Regions from separate parts of the Sus scrofa genome. Here region 1 is linked to region 2. Evidence: chromatin contacts called from public Hi-C data. All regions are on one chromosome and are shown on one strand. Each heading gives the region's core, a stretch centred on a gene start, on an enhancer-like site or on the middle of the called end of the contact. The rest is flanking DNA. Distances are from core to core; before and after follow the strand shown.

What was found. A called contact is a pair of places that touch in the nucleus more often than the background predicts.
Region 1: a contact with region 2 is called in a Hi-C map of liver, with 2.2 times the contacts expected there. The contact joins two enhancer-like sites. A contact is called at or near these places in 3 of 5 promoter capture datasets (fetal liver, liver and skeletal muscle), 27 of 47 Hi-C or Micro-C datasets (adipocytes, adipose tissue, alveolar macrophages and 15 more) and 1 of 2 datasets of contacts at active chromatin or transcription factors (skeletal muscle).

The regions. Positions count from the first base shown.
Region 1 is chr13:135,789,044-135,791,743 of Sscrofa11.1, reverse strand. The region is part of intron 38 of KALRN (kalirin); the gene reads left to right. Among named protein-coding and RNA genes, the nearest start is that of UMPS, 140 kb to the right of the region's middle. Within about 2 kb of position 1,348, at least 4 of the 83 cell types and tissues checked have an H3K27ac peak or open chromatin away from gene starts, as enhancers often do. A contact at or near this core is called in liver, where this site is marked.
Region 2 is chr13:135,683,381-135,686,080 of Sscrofa11.1, reverse strand. The region is part of intron 55 of KALRN (kalirin); the gene reads left to right. Among named protein-coding and RNA genes, the nearest start is that of UMPS, 34 kb to the right of the region's middle. Within about 2 kb of position 1,295, at least 6 of the 83 cell types and tissues checked have an H3K27ac peak or open chromatin away from gene starts, as enhancers often do. A contact at or near this core is called in liver, where this site is marked.

The DNA of each region.
Region 1 (2,700 bases), core at 99-2,598, 110 kb before region 2:
GGGCAGGCACAGAGGGACAGAGGGACACATTTGCAGGGCATAGTTGAAAATGGAGAGGAAGAGCTGCCTAGTGATCTAGTCCCTGGAGTCTAGGAGCTGCCACCAAGGGGATAGAGGCACCCACAGGGCCCGCAGTGGTGCCATGCTTAGACCACATCAACAGGCGTAATTAGGGGAAGAGAGTACTATGCAGAATGCTGGCAATCATGCTTTATTTTTGTAAACCTTGCTATTTTAATAACATATAACCTGGCAGTGGTCATCCACGTGGACATTATATAATTTTGAAAGACGTAATTGGAGCTCAAATTAAATATAAAAGCAATGTACGTGTTTCTGGTCACTGATGATTATGATCTCAGTTCTGCTTCTTTACATAAACATGAAACCTCTACCTTATGTCCAGTCTTGGTCTGTCTCCAGATTCCTTCTTCTGCCACAAAAAAATGAACGAACTGATTTCCTAGAACTCCCCCTGTCCTTTGTCTTTTCTCAGGGAACAGGTGTTGTTCAGTTTATATTTCTCATATGCTTCCCATGTAAATTCCCACGTATAAGTTAGTTTAGTGGCTTGCAGATAGTAGATATTCAAAACCAACTGTTTGTTGAATAAATGATCAGTTCTTTGGCAAGACCCTTAGAATTTAGGCCACAGTCACAAGTAGAAGCCAAGACTGAATAATTTGGGGACGATTAGGAGCCACCCTGGTATCAGGCATCAGGCAGTTCACAGGCCGGAAATCTACAGGCAGATGCGGTTAGGTAACTGGAGAGCATAGCAGGCCGTGGGAGAATGAGTCAAAGTCCCAGCTGTCAGAGTTTGAGAAAGTGAAAATGTGTGAGTCCAGGTGCTTCCTAAGTGGTGTATTTTCCATGCAGGAGCTAATCCCATAGTCCCAAGGTCCGCGGTCCTTAGCCCTCATTTCGCGTTGAAATCACTTGCAGAGCTTCTTCAGGACTCTAGCTAGCACTCTGGCTCACCATCTGGGAGTGGGCGCTGGAAGTGACATTCTCTGCTGGAGGAAAAGGCAGGCAAGTGACTGGTTACGGTGCAGGTGGGGCAGGCAGGCCTGTCCTCTGTGGTCGCCAGAAACCCTGAGCACAGCCTTCACTGGGCAGGTCCTGCAGAGGGCATGTCCTGTATTTGGCACTTAAAAAGGTTCTCTAGGCCTGAGTTGGGGCAAAGTTGCTGTTCCTTCTGTCACTGGGCTGAGTTCTCATTAGGAAATGTGGATAAATACCGGGATTTTTTTTTGGAAAACTCTGTTCCTGTAAATTCGAGGAGAATAACTCGAAAGGACAACATTGCACCCGTGTCTCTCGGTGAAAAGGGCAGACGCCTGCGGTCATGGTCCAGTGTTCCTGAAGCCCGTGTGACAGGGCGTTCCTACTGGTTCCCGATACCAAGCCCAGCACTGTGATATACCCGGCTCAGTGTGTCTGCAGGCTGAGACCAGCAGGAATTCTTTGGGGTTCACTGTTGTGGGGAATGGAGATGAGATAAAATGGACACATAGGGAGGGAAAGAGCGTAATTCATGTAAGATGGACTCTGACTGGAAGCATCATTGAAGACAGACCATGACAAAAATAAGGGGAAGGCTCAAGCATTTGTTTGGAAATTAGGAACACTCTAAAGATATTGCTACAGCTTGGTGGCTCTTAGCCTGAACTTTGGGAGTGGGTGGGGTGGGGTTTGAAAACCTTGAGATTATAGATATTCTGCTGTCTTATGCAAAAAGACAGGGCTCAGATGAGGTCCCGGGATAGACAGGCTTTGGGGAGAAGTGTATCTAGTTATCCAGGAGATGGCATCCAGCCTCTCTCATTTCATCCTTTCCTCCACATTGGCTTTATTCTCAGGCGGCTTATGCCTATGTGGTTATGGCAATACGGTCTCCCACTGCTTCATGTTAACAGGCCACCAACTTAGAAATCTTCTGGGAAGGAATTGTTGCTCTCCCAGGAGTTCTTGCTAAGACCTCCTGGTTTATGACCTTTGGCTGAAATTGGGTCATGTGCTAAATGTGACCATTCCCTGGCTGGCCAAGCCCAGGTCATGGGCCCATCCTTAGAGTGGAGGGTGGACAGAGGGAGGATGTGGACTACATCCAAAAACATGGTCTGAGACTGGAGGAGGGCTGGCTCCTCAAGGAAAAATCAAAGTGCGATTACAAAAAGAGGGGACATAGCTTGCAGACAGGAGGGGGAAGATGTAATACACTAGCAGCTCTCAAAGTGTGGCCCCTGTACCCACAGCATCAACATCCTCTGGGAACTGGTAGAAATGCAGATCCTCAGACCCCACCCCAGACCTGTAGAATTGGAAAATCTGGGAGTAGGACCCAGAAATCTGTGTTTTAACTCAATCTCCTGGAATTCTGATGCCTGCTCAAGTTTGAGAGCTACTACACTATACCATGGTTCTCAAACTGTGCTGCATGTTACAAACACCTGGGGACCTTTAAAAACCCCTGGTGCATGAAATGCCCATTTTGGCGCAACAGGATTGGTGGCATCTTGGGAGTGCCAGGATGCAGGTTTGATCAGCAGCCTGGCACAGTGGGTTAAGGATCTGGCGTTGCCTCAGCTGCAGTTCAGGCCCCAGCCGTGGCTGGGATCTGATCCCTAGCCTGGGAACTCCATGTGCCTCAGGGCAGCCAAAAGAAGAAAGAAAGGGGAAAAAAAATTAAAAAAAAAC
Region 2 (2,700 bases), core at 46-2,545:
AGTTGCTGGCCTCCACCGCAGCCACAGCAACACCAGAGCTCACGGCAATGCCAGATCCTTAACCCACTGAGCGAGGCCAGGGATCAAACCCATGTCCTCATGGATACTAGTCAGATTCGTTTCTGCTGAGCCACGACAGGAACTCCAGGAAACGAATTTGGATTAGAAATCCCCATGAAGCAATTAATGTGCTCAACACGTGGACATTCCCAGCTCTACCCAACAATTCGTGCTTTATACATTCTCAGAAACACCTGGAACTTTTCATGAAAAGTGACCATCAACTATTTATAGAACAAATCCCAACAAAAATCAAGGAGTCAGTACTGTATAGGCCAAACTGCAACCACCGTGCAATTAAGTTAGAAAGCAGTAGCAAGAAGATAATTTTTTTAAATCTCATTTGTAGATTTTAAAACATGTCTACTGCAATTGGGTCAAAGAAAAAAATCGTGGTTGAAGGAAAAACAGAACTAAATGATAATGGAAATACTTAGGCGATAAGGAGCTAGTTCAAAGAGAGATGCTGTTGCTGTTTGGGATTGTGTTGGATTTTTTTAAAAATTGTGGCTTGTTTTATACCCTCTTAGAGATGAGCGGAGGTAGGACTATTTTCTAAATTTTTAGAGAAATGTTTTCTAAAAACTGAGAAAATCATGTCTGCAAGATTGGAAACGTCAAGGTTTGGTTAAACCTCCAAACCGGAAATCCTACCTCAATTTGTTTGTTTTCCAATTTTATTGCCAAATCTCATCATCTGAAATACCTTTCCCACTCCCTCTGAACATAGAGTCACATGAAACAAGCACAAAGAGACTAGAAAGAAGAGGCAGAGTATAGAAATCATGTTTCATTCAAGGTAGCTCTGAGATGAGTTTAGGACACTTGCGTTGTTTTGTCTGACCAGCCTGGTTCCCTCAGCGCTCTCAATATATAGTTTTGAACTGTGTTTTGTGACAGGTGATGAAGGATTTAGCAAAAACAGGTGTTTTTCTTCTGGAGTCAGTTGACACCTGGTTTTCTAGATTAATGAGGATTTCACCCTCATTCTCAGGTCTCGGAGTCAGAATCTTGGACACTGACTGGCCATAAAAATAGACTCCAGATTTCCTCAAGCTCAGCTTGTTATTCATTGCTGGTTGATTTTCCCTGTAAGCCTTTCCTGTTGCTTCGCCACCCTCCCACTTTAAAGAAAACCCAAGCAAAAACGACTGGAATTGTCTCCAGTAGGAAGAAGCAGAGTTAGCCATGGGCTGCATTGTGGTGGTTCTCGGAGGAGGCACCTGCCGCCCTCTGCTGTTCAAATAAAACCAGATTCCTGACAGCTCTTGCCCACAGGGTCTACACAGCCTCCTCCTCCTGGACGCAGGTCTCCCAGCCAGAGAACGTGCGTTTTATAGAAACAAAGTCATCTTCCCTCCGCTCCCGCTTCCTTCCGATCCTCATGGGCCCCCAAAGTGTTTCTAAGGAAGGAAAAGATTAGGCTTCAGGGAACGTGCAGCTTGTGATTAACCCTTCAGGTCCCAGGTCCTTGCCCAAACCACTCATGATCATTAGACAAGATGGTCAGAAGGCCCAGGTTAGAGTCTGCTCACGAGTGACCTCAGTTACTGTGATTGAACAAATCCTGCCTGGCCTACTGTACTCAGGGTGCTAAGCAACACGACAGAGGGTACCTAAAACACAGGGACAGGTTACGCTCTTCAGCAGGTTCATAAGTCTGGTAGGGGAGTTTCCATTGTGGCTCTGTGGGTTAAGAACTCGACGTAGTCTCCATGAGGATGCAGGTTCAATCCCTGGCCTTGCTCATGGCGTTAAGGATCTGGCATTGTTGCAAGCTGCAGCTCAGATCTGGTGTGGCTCTGGCTATGATGCAGACCTGCAGCTACAGCGCCAATTCAACCCCTAGCCTGGGAACTTCCATATGCCGCAGGTGCAGCCCTAAAAAGGAAAAAACAAAACAAAAAGAAAATAAGAAACAAAAAAACAAGTCTGGTAGGGCAGTTATCGTGCAGGGAGGATGTTATGCTGGATGGCAGCACGTGCTCAGTGTCATGGGGACCAGCCTCTGGGAGAGCAGAGAGGAGGGACTATCACAATGGGCTAAACCTCAGACCCTGACTCAGACCCAATGAGATTCCAGAACAAGTCATGTTCCAGATTCATGGAAATCGGAAAACACTCCAAGTTCCTTACAAGGCATTTTCTCAATTCTCCCTCCCCCGGTTAGGACCCCACCGTTGACAATTGTTACGGATTTGACAAAATTCAGCAGAGCGCTTATGTGCCAGATATCGTGCTAGACTCTGAGGCAATGACAGTGAAGGAAATGTGGCCCTTGCCCGCATGGGCCTTGTAGTCCACAGGGGGCTGGAGACAAGTACAAAGATACCGTGTGAGAAGGGTGGCCCTCCTCCAGTCCACACGCTGATTTGTTTCAAAGGAAGAGGAGGAAACATGAGGGGGGGCATCGTCTATGGGCACGATCCGGAGTCAGGGTTAGGAAAACATTGGTAGGGAGTCTTCCCGGGCTCCTGGTCCTTCCTGGGGGAGGTTGAACAGGGGAACTGGGAAAGATGGGCTGGAGAGCAAGGCTGTGGAGCAAAGGTCAGCAGGCAGGGCTTTGACGTCGAGGATAAAGTCTCAAGAGCCTTTCCCAAGACTTGGCCTTCGCCCTGGACCTCGAGGCAGAAAGAGCTC